Regions from separate parts of the Sus scrofa genome. Here all the other regions are linked to region 2. The links are chromatin contacts, called in public Hi-C and HiChIP or PLAC-seq maps. All regions are on one chromosome and are shown on one strand. The core of a region is the stretch at or near the end of the contact, and the rest is flanking DNA. Distances in the headings are between cores, read along the strand shown.

Region 1 (4,367 bases), core at 1,037-3,536, 340 kb after region 2:
TTAACCACTGAGCCATGACATAAATTCCGAATCATTTTTTTCAACCAGAAAAAAACCCCAAATTTTACAGTAAACTGATTATTATGCCTGTTTTACAAATGATGACACTTGCTCACGGTGCCCAGGCAGTCAACACAGCCAGGGTTTTAACCAGGGCATTGGGGTTCTGGAGGCCTGTGCTGAACATTTTGATGCTGCCATTCTATGAAACACAATTTTTCTTCATATTTTGGTGTATATACCTCCAATCTTACAAAGTGGTGGTGTTCCTTTGTGTAATCGTTTCACTTACAGATAATGCCATGATCATTTCCCTACACCATAAATCTTTCATACCATGATATTTTTTTTCTTTTTTTTGTCTTTTTGCTATTTCTTTGGGCCGCTCCCGCAGCATATGGAGACTCCCAGGCTAGGGGTCGAATCGGAGCTGTAGCCCCCAGCCTATGCCAGAGCCACAGCAACTCGGGATTCAAGCCGCGTCTGCAACCTACATCACAGCTCACGGCAACGCCGGATCCTTAACCCACTGAGCAAGGCCAGGGATTAAACCCTCAACCTCATGGTTCCTAGTCGGATTCGTTAACCACTGAGCCACGACGGGAACTCCTCTCTTTTTTTTTTTTAAAGGCCGCACTGTGGCATATGGAGGTTCCCAGGCTAGGGGCAGAATTGGAGCTACAGCTGCCAGCCTACACCACAGCCACAGCAACATCAGATCTGAGCCTCGTAGTCTGCGACCTACACCACAGCTCATGGCAACACTGGATCCTTAACCCACTGAGCAAGGCCAGGGATCGAACCCAAAACCTCATAGTTCCTAGTCAGATTCGTTCCCGCTGCGCCACAAATGGAACTCCATACCATGATTTTTTATAGCTATTTAATATTTCTCAAATGCGCATGGATCAATGCATTTAACCAGTTTCTCATTTTGGAATAACTAGTTTGATTCGTATTTTCCTCTGTGATAATGTTGCTGAGATGTACATTTTTGAGGCTAAATCTTTCCATAATCATTTTATTTTATATATATATATATACATATACATATATATATGTATATGTATATATATATATTTTTTTTTTTTGGTCTTTTGGTCTTTTTTAGGGCCACAGCAGCAGCATATGGAGGTTCCCAGGCTAAAGGTCCAATTGGAGCTTTAGCCACTGGCCTTCACCAGAGCCATAGCAATGTGCCATCCCAGCCCAGTCTGCCACGTACATGGCAGCTTATTGCAAGGCAGGATCCTTAACCCACTGAGCAAGGCCAGGGGTCAACCCGCATCCCAGTGGATGCTAGTCGGGTTTGCTAACCGCTGAGCCACGATGGGAACTCCTTTATTATAAATTCTAAAACTGGAAATACTGAGTCTAATCTATATTTTAAAGGCTTTTGATGCATATTTGCCAACAGACCTCAGGGTAGATGATTCCAATTTGCAGTTCTATCTGCAATATAGGGACGGGCTTCACCTCACCCCCACTAAGTCATTAAAAGAAATTCGCACACATACACACACACGCAAAAGCCAAATTTAAAAAAGAAAGAAAAAAAATACAAAGACTACCGATCTGGGATCGTCAGTACCTATTAAATGGAATTGCATTAAAGATCCCTTAATTCCACCATTCGCTGTCTACCATGGACAGACAGTCCTTTTGCATGAAGAGACCTCTATATAATTCAGCATTTATGTAATACTAAAAACGAACATAAGGTTCCCCAACCGGGAAATGGCTAAATTAGCCTGCATCTGCACACGTGGAATGTTCTGCAGTGTTAAGGGGAAGAAGGCAGGACCGTATGTGTTAACGCCGCCGAGGAGAAATGGAAGATCCCACAGCATCTTCATCTGGGAGCGTGGCTGCTGTTGGGGTTTCTGCCTTTTTGTTTTGTTTTTTTGCCGCGCCATCCTGCGTAAGTGCCTGGGCCAGAGATAGAACCTGCACCGCAGCAGCGACTCAGCCAGATCCTTAATCCACTGAGCGATCTTCATCTGCTTTTCCGACGTGCTCGGCTTTGCGCCTGGCGGGATTCTTAAGCAAACGGTGGGTGTGTACGAAGGGCTAAGAGCCAGGGTGGCGTCTTAGCCAGACCCTAACTGGCCCACCGGCTCTGGCCTAGGGGCCGGACCTCCTCAGCCTCGGAGTCCGCACCAGCCCTCCCGCGGCGAGCCCAGCTCCCGCCCTGCAGTTTTCACCAAGGCGTGCCGGGAGGCCGGACTCTTCGTGGCCCGGCCCCTGGGCGCCGGGACAAGTTTCCGGAGGCCACTCTCAGCAGCGCATCAACCGGAAACGTCTGTGTTGTGGCGGAAGGAGATGCTTTCTGGGAGCAGCCGGTGCTGAAAGAAGCGTGGCGGGCAAAGATGATTCAGGCGATTCTGGTTTTCAATAACCACGGGAAACCGCGGCTGGTCCGCTTCTACCAGCGTTTCGTGAGTGCGGCCTAGCTTCGTCACGACCCTTTGGGGCGCCTGCACCCCCCTCCCTCCCTTTGGCCTGTGCGAAGCGCGCGGGAAAATGCCCGCAGACCTTTTCGGGCTCCTGTGCCATGGGTGACCCCCAGACTCAACCTGCCTCGGCCCCGCTACCCCCGTTCTTTCCTACCCCTTCCAGGACCCCAGCATTTCTGTGCCGTTTTGTGACACTTCTCCAGTGTCTCAAGTGGTGGTTAACAGCTTAAATGGTTGAGGTCGCTTTCACCTTATCGGTTGTCGAGGTGAAACTCACCTCGCAGTTTCACCAGGGAGAAATACGCAGCTTTTTAAAATGGTTTCGCTTTAGCCAGAGGATTTAGAAAAGTGCTTTCTTGGAATTATTTTGCTTCAGTGGAGGCTGGGACTGCCTAGGGACTAGATACCTTTCACTCTGTAGAGTTCAAAGTCAGTTTGGAAAGTGAGAAATGATGAGAAATTATAAATGCAGCCGCGTGAGGGCTCAGTACCTGATGATGTGAATTTGAGTTTTCCAAAAACGTTTCTTTGGGAAGAATAAACGTCATTATTTGCTTCCTGTCCCCCGACGTTTTATTTCTTAAGAGCTAGGTTAAAAATGTAATTGGTGGGTTGGTGAAACCTAGAGGAGAAGTGAGAAAACTTATGTTCAGGTCAAGTTGATAAATCTCTTTCAGATTTTATTTCCTCTTTTGTCAAATAGAAATGAAAAAAATTTTTTTACCTTTTTCATATAATTTTTAGCTAGATTACATTTTATTAAATAATTATATCGGTTTTATGTTAGCATTTAATAACACTTCAATTTGTATTTGCATGTGTGTGTGTGAATTTTTCTGTCAGGGTTTTGCTTTGTTTTGTTTATGACTGTACCAGAGGCATATGGAAACTTCTGGGCGAGGGATTGAATTTGAGCTGCACCTGCCTCAACACCAGATCTTAAAACTCTATTGCATAGGGCTGGGGATCAAACAGGCACCTCCAGAGCAACCCGAACCACTGCAACAGGGTTGTTAACCTATTGCACCACAGCAGGAACTCCCTCCATCAGGTTTTTTAAGGTGTTACTGAGATCTAAGTTACATACTATACATTTCACCTTTAAAAAATATGCAGTGGAATGGCTTTTAGTACTTCACAGAATTATGCAACTATCACCACAATTTTAGGACATTTTCATTATCCAGAAGAGGAACTTCTACCCATTAGCAATCATTCCATATTTCCCCATCAACAACCCCAGCCCTTGGCAACCACTAACCTACTTTCTGTCTCTCTAAATTTGCTTATTCTGGACATTTCATATAACTGGAATCAATATAATATGTGGTCTCTTCTGACTGCCTTTTTTCACTTAGCATGTTTTCAGGGTTCATCCACGTTGTAGCATGTATCGGTTTTTCATTCCTTTTTATTGACATTGTGTGGATGTACCACATTTTAATTGTTATTCATCAGTTGATGTTTTACTTATGGCTCTTGTGAATAATGGTGCTGTGAACATTCATGTACAGGTGTTTGTGGGAGCATATATTTTCATTTCTCTTAGGAGTAGCATTGCTGAGTCACATAATAACCTTATAGTGAACATTTGGAGGAACTTGGCAAACTTTTACAAAGTGGCCGCACTGTTTTACATTCTCATTAACAGTATGAGCTGCAGTTTTTCCACCTCCCTGAAAACATTTCCTATTATCTTTTAAATTAAAGACATTTTAGTGGTGCAAACTGGATTCTCCTTTTTTTTTTTTTTTTCCCCTGTCTCTTCTAAGGCCACACCCACAGCATATGAAGGTTCCCAGGCTAGGGGTCTAATCCGAGCTGTAGCTGCCAGCCTACACCAGAGCCACAGAAATGCCAGATCCGAGCCATGTCTGCAACCTACACCACAGCTCATGGCAATGCCAGATC
Region 2 (4,197 bases), core at 943-3,442:
CTGAGGATAGGATGGAAGAGGAACTGAGAGCCCATAATGTGGAAACCCAGAAAGCTTGAGGAGATGGCAGAGAGAGAGAATGGCTGAAGTCAGATTACAGAGGAGCTAGGATTTGGGTATTTAACCTCTTAATGGTTTTGAACTGAGACTGACATGCTCACATTTCGACTTTACAAAGATGAGCAACTGGAATGAACTCAAAGAATCAAGAATGTTATTTGTCAATGATACCTTATTAGAGCTGAAAACAACATTTAAAAAGAATCAATCTCGGGAGTTGCCGGTGTGGCTCAGTGGGTTTAAGAACCTGACATAAGTGTCCATAAGGATGCAGGTTGATCCCTGGCCTTGCTCAGTGGGTTAAGGATCCAGCACTGCTGTGAGATATGGTGTAGGTCGCAGGTACAGCTCAGATCCAGTATTGCTATGGCTGTGGTGTAGGCAGGCAGCTGCAGCTCCGATTCAACCTCTAGCCTGGGAACTTCCATATTCCACAGGTGTGGCCCTAAAAAAGAAAAAAGAATTAACTTCACCTCCATCTCCTCCACTCCGTAGTTTGTCATTCCTCACCTTTTGGAACAGTATAGGTTCATTTATTCATGCATATATTCAATAAATACTGAGCACCTATTAACTGTCAAGTACTGTCCTGGGGATTGAGAGGGGACAAGAGCAACAAATCAGCTTCAGTCCATACCTCCTCTGAGCACGCAGTTTTGAATGCAGGGTGGGGTCAGAGGACGGCATGTAGGCTGGAGTGAGGAACACATCAGTGGGGAGGCTTGAAAAGAGCCTCGGACTGAAGCAACCACTTTCTAAAGGCCCGAGTCTAGACAAGTCACCGAACCCCTCTGGGCCTCAGGATTTCCACACCTGTAAAATGGGAACTTACCTTGAAGAACTGTTTTAAGAATCGAAGCTAACTATACACGGTACTCGGCATTCACTGGGCCCTCAGTAAACAGCCTCAGTAGACAGCAAGATTATGGCTATTTCTGGAGAGATGGCACGAGACTGCAACACGTACAGCAGGTGCTCAGTGATAACATCTGAGTGCAAAAGCCCTCCCTGGCACCTTCTGCAGCTCTATACCAAAAAAAACAAACAACCCCATCCAAAAATGGGCAGAAGAAGATCTAAACAGACAGTTCTCCAAAGACATACAGATGGCTGAGAAACACACCGAAAAGATATTCAACATCACTCATTATTAGAGAAATGCAAATCAAAACCACGATGAGGTACCACCTTACACCAGTCAGAAGGGCCATCATCAAAAAGTCTACAAACAATAAGTGCTGGAGAGGGTGTGGAGAAAAAGAAACCTATTACACTGTTGGTGGGAATGTAAATTGGTACAGCCACTGTGAAAAACAGTATGGAGATGCCTCAGAAAACTAAACATAGAACTACCATTTGATCCAGCAATCCCACTCCTGGGCATCTATCCAGAGAAAACCACGACTCGAAAAGACACATGTACTCCGATGCTCACCTTCACTGCAGCACTATTTGCAATAGCCAAGACATGGAAACAACCTAAATGTCCATTGACAGAGGAGTGGATCAAGAAAAGGTGGTACATATACACAATGGAATATTACTCAGCCATTAAAAGGAACGAAATACCGGCATTTTTAGCAACATGGATGGACCTAGAAATTATCAGGCTAAGTGAAGTCAGCCATACAATGAGACACCAACATCAAATGCTTTCACTGACATGTGGAATCTGCAAAAAGAACAGACTGAACTTCTTTGCAGAACAGATGCTGACTCACAGACACAGAAAAACTTATGGTCTCCGGAGGAGACAGTTTGGGGGGTGGGGGGATGTGCTTGGGTTATGGGATGAAAATCCTGTGAAACTGGATTGTTATGATTATTATACAACTACAGATGTGATAAATTCATTTGAGAAATTAAAAAAAAAAAAGCCCTCGCTGGGAAAAGGGGCTGCCGAACGCCTCGGACCACTCAGCGAGTCACGACGTTTCTCGGTCACCCTGGTTCTAGACACATGCCTGATGCCCCTTACCTGACTCCGTCCAAGGCCGCCACCGCTGCCACCCGCTGCAGGTGAGGTGGTTGCACCACGCGACTTCCGCCAAAAGCATAGCGAGGGCGTGGCGTCCTTAACGCATGCGCATCCGGCACGCAGGCGCGCGGCGCGGCGCGGCCCGGCCCGCCCCGCCCATCCCGCCGGCGGGGCCGTGCGGCCTGGGCTCCGCCCCGGAGCGTCCGGCCCCGCCCCGGGCCCCGCCTCCAGCTCGCCAGGAACCGCCTGGAGCCGGGAGCCAGTAGGCTGAACGCGGCTGGGAGCGCCTGGGAGCTTCGAGGTGGGGGCGGGCCCGGGGGCGGAGGCCCCTGGAGCGGTTGCCGCGGGGACCGGACGGTGACGCTGCGGGAGGGCGGAAGTGAGAAAGTTGCCGGGGTCCGGAGAAGAGTTCGCGGAGGTCTGCGCGCAGCGCGGCGATGGGGGGCTCGGGCAGTCGCCTGTCCAAGGAGCTGCTGGCTGAGTACCAGGTGCGCAAGACGCGGGTCCCCAGGAAGTTTGCGCGAGGCTCGGTGTTCGAGAGGCGGGTCCTCGAGCGGCGGCAGATCGGACGCGGCCTCTGGCCTCTAGGCGGCCCGCTGACCCCGTTTCTTGTTTCGCCTTTCAGGACTTGACGTTCCTGACCAAGCAGGAGATTCTCCTGTAAGTGCTGTCTCGAAACTCACTTCTGCGATCCTCTAGAGGCGGCTTCGGGGGCTCGGGTGGGCGTGGGGCTTCTGTTTTAGAGATGCGCAAACTAAGGCCCCGCCATAGGGGATAGGGGGACTGGGGCCTGCCTGAGGTCAACATCTGAGCCGGAACTGGAAACTCGGCCCTGGGCCCTAGTCTGTGCCCTCTTCCTGGCACGCCCTCCCTGCCTGCCCCGGCTGACCCAGCGGTGCACCGCGGAACCACCTCGCAGCCTCCAGCCAAAGTTGGGCGCTCTTTGACCCCGCGCTCCACGGGCTTCTGCATAAGCGCATTTCCTGCCACAGTTCGGCAGGGGCTGTAGTTCAGGGTTGCTTTGCCTACTGACAAAGCCAGGGAGGCTTTGGGGAGCCTGGCTCCTTTACCTCAATAATACAGTAACCGTTAACGCACTTACCATGCACCAGCCTGTGTTAACAGGGTGCCTACGTTACCTAATGTAACCCTCACGAGGGAGGTATGGGGATAGTGAAACAGGTTCAGAGAATTTGGGGAACTCACCTAAGGCTACACTTAGTAAGAGGGTTTGACCTGGGGCTAGACGCCCCCTACCAAGCGGGGGGTGGGGGGAGCACCGTTATGTGACCTGGGCACTTGAGTGAGGAGCTTCCTGGTTTTTCTCCGCAAAAATAATCCCAGTGGGAATGAGGTGGGGCCTAAGGAGGCGATAGCTCAGGATAGCTGCTTTGAGGAGCTGCAGGAGATTCCTGAAATGAGATGAGCATGGGATTTCACTTTAGCTTTTTTCCCTTGTTCTTCAGGGCCAACTTCTAGCTCCTTCCCTGACCTCTCCATCCCTCAGGAAGCCTAGAAACAGGGCCCAGCACAGTGCCTGGGAGACAGCAGGCCCTCAGTTAAAAACCCACTGCAAGAATGGACTCCCAGCCTTTGCTGTCTTGTGATGTATCTCCTTTAGGCTTATCATGCCTGAGACTCAGAGGTTATATGTATGGGGCTCAGCTCCTCACCTGGTTGATAATGGGCAGCAAAGCAAGGAGTGGGGATATAACACAAACAGGAAGACACCCCAACGGCTTCCCCTCCTGCCAGAGCCCACAGGAGGTTTTGTGAGCTGCTTCCCCAGGAGCACCGAGGTGTGGAGGAGTCCCTGCAGGTGCGAGTGTCCTTGGAGCAGATCCTCAGCCTTCCAGAGCTCAAGGTGCCAGCCCCTCAGCCTCCCTCTGCTATTCCTTTTGAGATTGTGCAGCCATTCTAGTCTTTGCTCTGTTCTGGGGGCTAGGGCTCTACCATAATCCTCCAGAGGGATTATCTAGAAGGGTGTTTTGTCAACTGGGGTTCTCAGACCTACTCTTGGAGATTCAGAGTTTCATCCTTTAGGAGGAGATGAATTACCTAATCAAAGCTTGAGAAATTCTAGTCTAGAGGCTGATTGCCTCTCCATAGGGCTGCTCTGAAAATTTCCATGCAAAGGGCCTGGCCTGGTGCCATAACAC
Region 3 (4,387 bases), core at 196-2,695, 320 kb after region 2:
ACAGATTTCAATTCCTTTGGACATAAACCCAGAAGTGAGACTGCTGGATCATTTGGTGGTTCTATATTTAATTTCTTGAGAAAATTGCATAGTGTTTACCACAGTGGCTGCACCAATTTATATTCCCATCAATGCTGTACAAGAATTCTCCTTTCTCCATATCCTTGCTAACTAACACTTATCTTTTGTCTTTTTTTTTGGCCAGGCCCACGGCATGTGGAAGTTCCCGGGCCAGGGATTGAACCTAGCCTGCTGCAGTGACAAGCCAGATCCTTAACTCACTGTGCCACAAGGGAACTCCTATCTTCTATCTTTTTGATAACCCATTCTAAGAGGTGGGGGGTGATATGTCATTGTGATTTTGGTTTGCATTCCCCTGATGATTGGTGACGCTGAGTAGCTTTTCATATAAATTTTGGGCATGCATATGTCTCCTTTGAAGAAATTTCTTTGCCCCCCCCCCTTATCTGGCTGTATCTGTGGCTTACAAAAGTTCCTGGGCCAAGGGTCCAACTCAAGCTGCTGCAGTGAAAACACTAGATCCTTAACCCACTGGGCCATAAGGAAACTCCATCTTTGCCCTCCTCCCTTTTTTTTTTTTTTTTTTTTTTTTGGTTTTGTTTTTTAGGGCCACACCTACTGCACATCGAGGTTCCCAGGCTAAGGGTTGAATCGGAGCTGTAGCTGCCGGCCTACACCACAGCCACTGCAACTCTGGATCTGAGCGGAGTTCAACCTACACCACAGCTCACGGCAACTCTGGATCCTTAACCCACTGAAAGAGGCCAGGGATGGAACTAGTGTCCTCATGGATACTAGTCAGATTCCTCTCCCCTGCGCCACAACAGTAACTCCCTAGAGTGAGCTTATTAAATCTTTACAACTCCTCTGACACTGACCCCATCTCATAGAGGAGGAGGCACGGGCTCAGAGAGGTTGAAGAACTTGTCCAAGCTCACCTGGCTGGGATTCTAACCATGGTAAGTCGCTGATCTGACATCTCAGCTCAGGCTCCTTTGCTACAGGTCCCCAGAGCTCTTCCCTCAGCCGCTCTGCGACCTCGCGCGTGGGGCGTAAAAAGAGCGACTCTGTGCTTAACCACTGCGCCGTCCCTGAGGGCTGTTCCCATTTTTCCGTTCCTGCTTCCTGGAATCCCATCCTTTCAGAGCTGACCGTACTAGCTCTCTTGGCCTCAATTTCCCTTGCGCGTGTGTGAGGCCTAGGTCTCCCTCTAGGAACAAGGAAGAGGGAGAGAACGAGAAGGGCGTGGCTCCACTCCCCGCCCTATCCCCACCCGCGGCAGAAGGCCAAGGCCGGGTCCCTGCAGGAGCCGGCCTCCCACCAAGCAAAGTCCCGCGGGCAGAAATGGAGCTCGGCCCCTTTAAATCCCGCGCGGGAACGCCCGCAGCCGCGCCGGACCCGGATCTGCGGCTGGGAATTGCCAGTCTCGGCGTGTGCTCCCTGCGCGGCTCCTCGCAGCGCCTTCCGCCCCGCGTGCCGGCTCAGTGCCCCGGGCCGCGAGGGCTCCGCGCCCGTGGGGAGAATGAGCCGCATCTACCACGACAGCGCCCTCCAGAACAAAGCGGTGCAGAGCGCGCGGCTGCCTGGGGCCTGGGACCCCGCCGCCCACCAGGGGTAGGCTCCGCCCGCATCTCCCTCCGCCTCCCGGGCCGGCCTGCGTCGGATCCCTAGGCTCCGCGTCGATCCCGGGCTCCCTGATTGGCAGGGGAAGGGGGGCGCCACCAAGATCGGGTACGGCTGGGAGGAAAGGCGGGGCTCACCGAAGGTCCCCTGGGCTCCAGACCGCTCTTCCCAGTGCTCCCCTCGGAGCGCACCCCTTAAGCCTTAAAACTCACAGAGGGTCGGTCCTGACTCCCAAACAGCGCTCATAAGACGGCGATTGCTTACCAACCTTTGTCTTTATCCCGCGCTGGCATATATCGGCTATAAACTTCACCACTTGCCCCTGCCTTGCCTTTAGGCCTTTTGCACACGGTGCACTCCGCTTCAGTAGGGACTGTGTGGTGCTGTGACCGGAACAGCGGGTGGGAGTTGGCCTGGGAGGGAGGGCCAGGCTTGCCTGGAGGCTTGAGTTGGATCCGGAGGGCCAGGCCCTACCATCACTGGCACGGAGAACAGAGAACGACTAGACCACTCCATTTGCAATTACAAATACAACTGAATGAAGGGATTAGCGGGATAGATAGGGGCGAGTGAGGTACTGGGAGTTTTAACTTTTCAGCCCCATCTCTTCACCTGCCCCACCCCTCTCCCATTTACGTGGTTCCAAAAAGGAAGTCCCCAGGTTCTGCTTTTGTGAGAATTAGGATTGGCAAGCCAGGGTCTGGTTCCCTTTAATGAGGGACTCTGATTTTTTTGTTTTGTTTTTTTGTTTGTTTTTTTAGGGCCTCTCCCACAGCATATGGAAATTCCCAGGCTAGGGGTTGAAGGGAGCTGCAACTGCAGACCTATGCCACAGCTACGGCAATGCCAGATCCTTAACCCATTGAGCAAGGCCAGGGATGGAACCCGAGACCTCAAGGATACTAGCAGGGTTTGTTAAGGCTGAGCCACGATGGGAACTCCTGGGACCCTCTGATCTTGGCCTAGTCACAAACCTTCTGAGTCTGGGTTTCCCCATTTCTAAAGTGGACATGAATGAGAGCGGGAGTGTGAAAGTGCTTTAGAAGTTCTCTTGTGCACAGAGGGTTAAGGACCCTGTGTTGTCACTGCAGCAGCTGTGGTCACTGCTCTGGTGTGGATGCCATCCCTGGCCTTCCATGGGAACTTCCATGTGCCACGAGGGCAGCCAAAAAATAAATTTTTTAAAAAGGAAGTGCTTTTTTTTTTTTTTTGGTCTTTTTGCCATTTCTTGGGCCACTCCTGTGGCATATGGAGGTTCCCAGGCTAGGGGTCTAATCGGAGCTGAGCTGCCAGCCTACGCCAGAGCTACAGCAACGTGGGATCCGAGCCGCGTCTGCGACCCACACCACAGCTCACATGGCAATGCCGGATCGTTAACCCACTGAGCAAGGGCAGGGATCGAACCCACAACCTCATGGTTCCTAGTCGGATTCGTTAACCACTGCGCCACGACGGGAACTCCAGGAAGTGCTTTAAAACACGTGACAAGAGAAGCTACTTAGACCCTACCCCCTGAAAAATTTGGTTAAATAAAAAAGTAAAATCTCTTATATTTAGTAAACACTTTAATAGTGTACACAGCACCTTCACATACATGATTGTGTGTTGTCATCATCATAGAAGCAGAATGGGGTGACTGTGATGCTCCCATTTTGTGGATAAGAACACCACAGAGGTTATAGTAACCCCCGGCAGGAGGGGCCATAGCTTGGTCTTACAGCCTGGCAATACTGCTTCCTACCCTCTGGATGATACCCCAGACTTTGGGACCCTTAGAGGTGTGGGAGCACAGAGAAGGGGGCTGCAACATTCTGGGCCCTGCTCGGGGGCCAGGTGAATGGGAGACAGGTTTGGGACACGCTTCTGTCTAGTGTACACTCTGAACTGGGCCATGGCCCTTGTGAGGGGCTCTTTCCTCCAGACTGACAGAACCAGTTGGTCCCCTCTTCTCTCTCATTCCCAGGGGAGATGGTGTCCTGCTGGAGGGAGAGCTGGTCGATGTATCACGGCACAGCATCTCAGATGCCCATGGCAGGAAGGTGAGGATGTTTCCTTGGGGGCACCCACAGGGCACTGGCTTCAAGGTCCTTACCCTCCAATGCATTTCCCTCTGCTTGGTGCCGCCAGTGCCAAGACTTGGGGTCCAGCTCTTTGCTCAATCAAGGGCCTCCCGGGACAGGTGAAGAGGCTGGGAGATTGACAGCCAAAAGGAGCCATAGGTGGAAGGGATCAGTTTGGGCTGTGCTGGTGGCCTGGGTTCTTAAGAAGACAGACCAGGCTCTAAACCCAAGGGATATGTTTGGGGCTGGGACTAGGAGGACTGAGAGCAGGAAGGGGTGAGGTAAGTAGTTCAGGACTCAGGCTCTGGATGCTGAGTGAAGGGATCTTGGCACCTTCTGATGGAAGAGATTTAATGTGCTGGGAGGCTTGGAGTTCCCATTGTGACTCAGCGGTAATGAATCTGACTAGTGTCCATGAGGACGCAGGGTTTGGGTTTTTGTTTTTTTGTTTGTTTGTTTTTTGTCTCTTTTTGTCTTTTCTAGGGCTGCCCCTGCGGCATATGGAGATTCCTGGGCTAGGGGTCCAATCGGAGCTGTAGCCGCTGGCCTACGCCACAGCAACGCCAGATCCAAGCTGTGTCTGCGACCTACACCATAGCTCACGGCAATGCCAGATCCTGAACCCACTGAGCAAGGCCAGGGATCAAACCTGCAACCTCATGGTTCCTAGTCGGATTCATTAT

What was found. Hi-C and Micro-C count contacts between places; a contact is called where the count stands out from the background. HiChIP or PLAC-seq counts read pairs in DNA pulled down with a chosen protein or histone mark.
Region 1: a Hi-C map of embryonic fibroblasts shows a contact between it and region 2, with 1.9 times the contacts expected there. The contact joins the promoter of AP3S2 here to the promoter of CIB1 in region 2. A contact is called at or near these places in 3 of 47 Hi-C or Micro-C datasets (brain, embryonic fibroblasts and heart right ventricle) and 1 of 2 datasets of contacts at active chromatin or transcription factors (alveolar macrophages).
Region 3: an H3K27ac HiChIP or PLAC-seq map of alveolar macrophages shows a contact between it and region 2. The contact joins the promoter of ARPIN here to the promoter of CIB1 in region 2. A contact is called at or near these places in 1 of 47 Hi-C or Micro-C datasets (heart right ventricle) and 1 of 2 datasets of contacts at active chromatin or transcription factors (alveolar macrophages).

What each region holds. Positions count from the first base shown.
Region 1 is chr7:55,460,271-55,464,637 of Sscrofa11.1, reverse strand. It overlaps AP3S2 (adaptor-related protein complex 3, sigma 2 subunit), which reads left to right and starts at 2,286. Exons shown (of 6, transcript NM_001244548.1): 1 at 2,286-2,438. The coding sequence starts at 2,370.
Region 2 is chr7:55,796,661-55,800,857 of Sscrofa11.1, reverse strand. CIB1 (calcium and integrin-binding protein 1) reads left to right here and starts at 2,192. Exons shown (of 7, transcript XM_021098979.1): 1 at 2,192-2,526; 2 at 2,664-2,698; 3 at 3,794-3,902. The coding sequence starts at 2,476. GDPGP1 (GDP-D-glucose phosphorylase 1) reads right to left here and starts at 2,166. Exons shown (of 2, transcript XM_003482236.4): 1 at 2,039-2,166.
Region 3 is chr7:55,480,593-55,484,979 of Sscrofa11.1, reverse strand. ARPIN (actin-related protein 2/3 complex inhibitor) reads left to right here and starts at 1,445. Exons shown (of 6, transcript NM_001244544.1): 1 at 1,445-1,635; 2 at 3,608-3,683. The coding sequence starts at 1,544.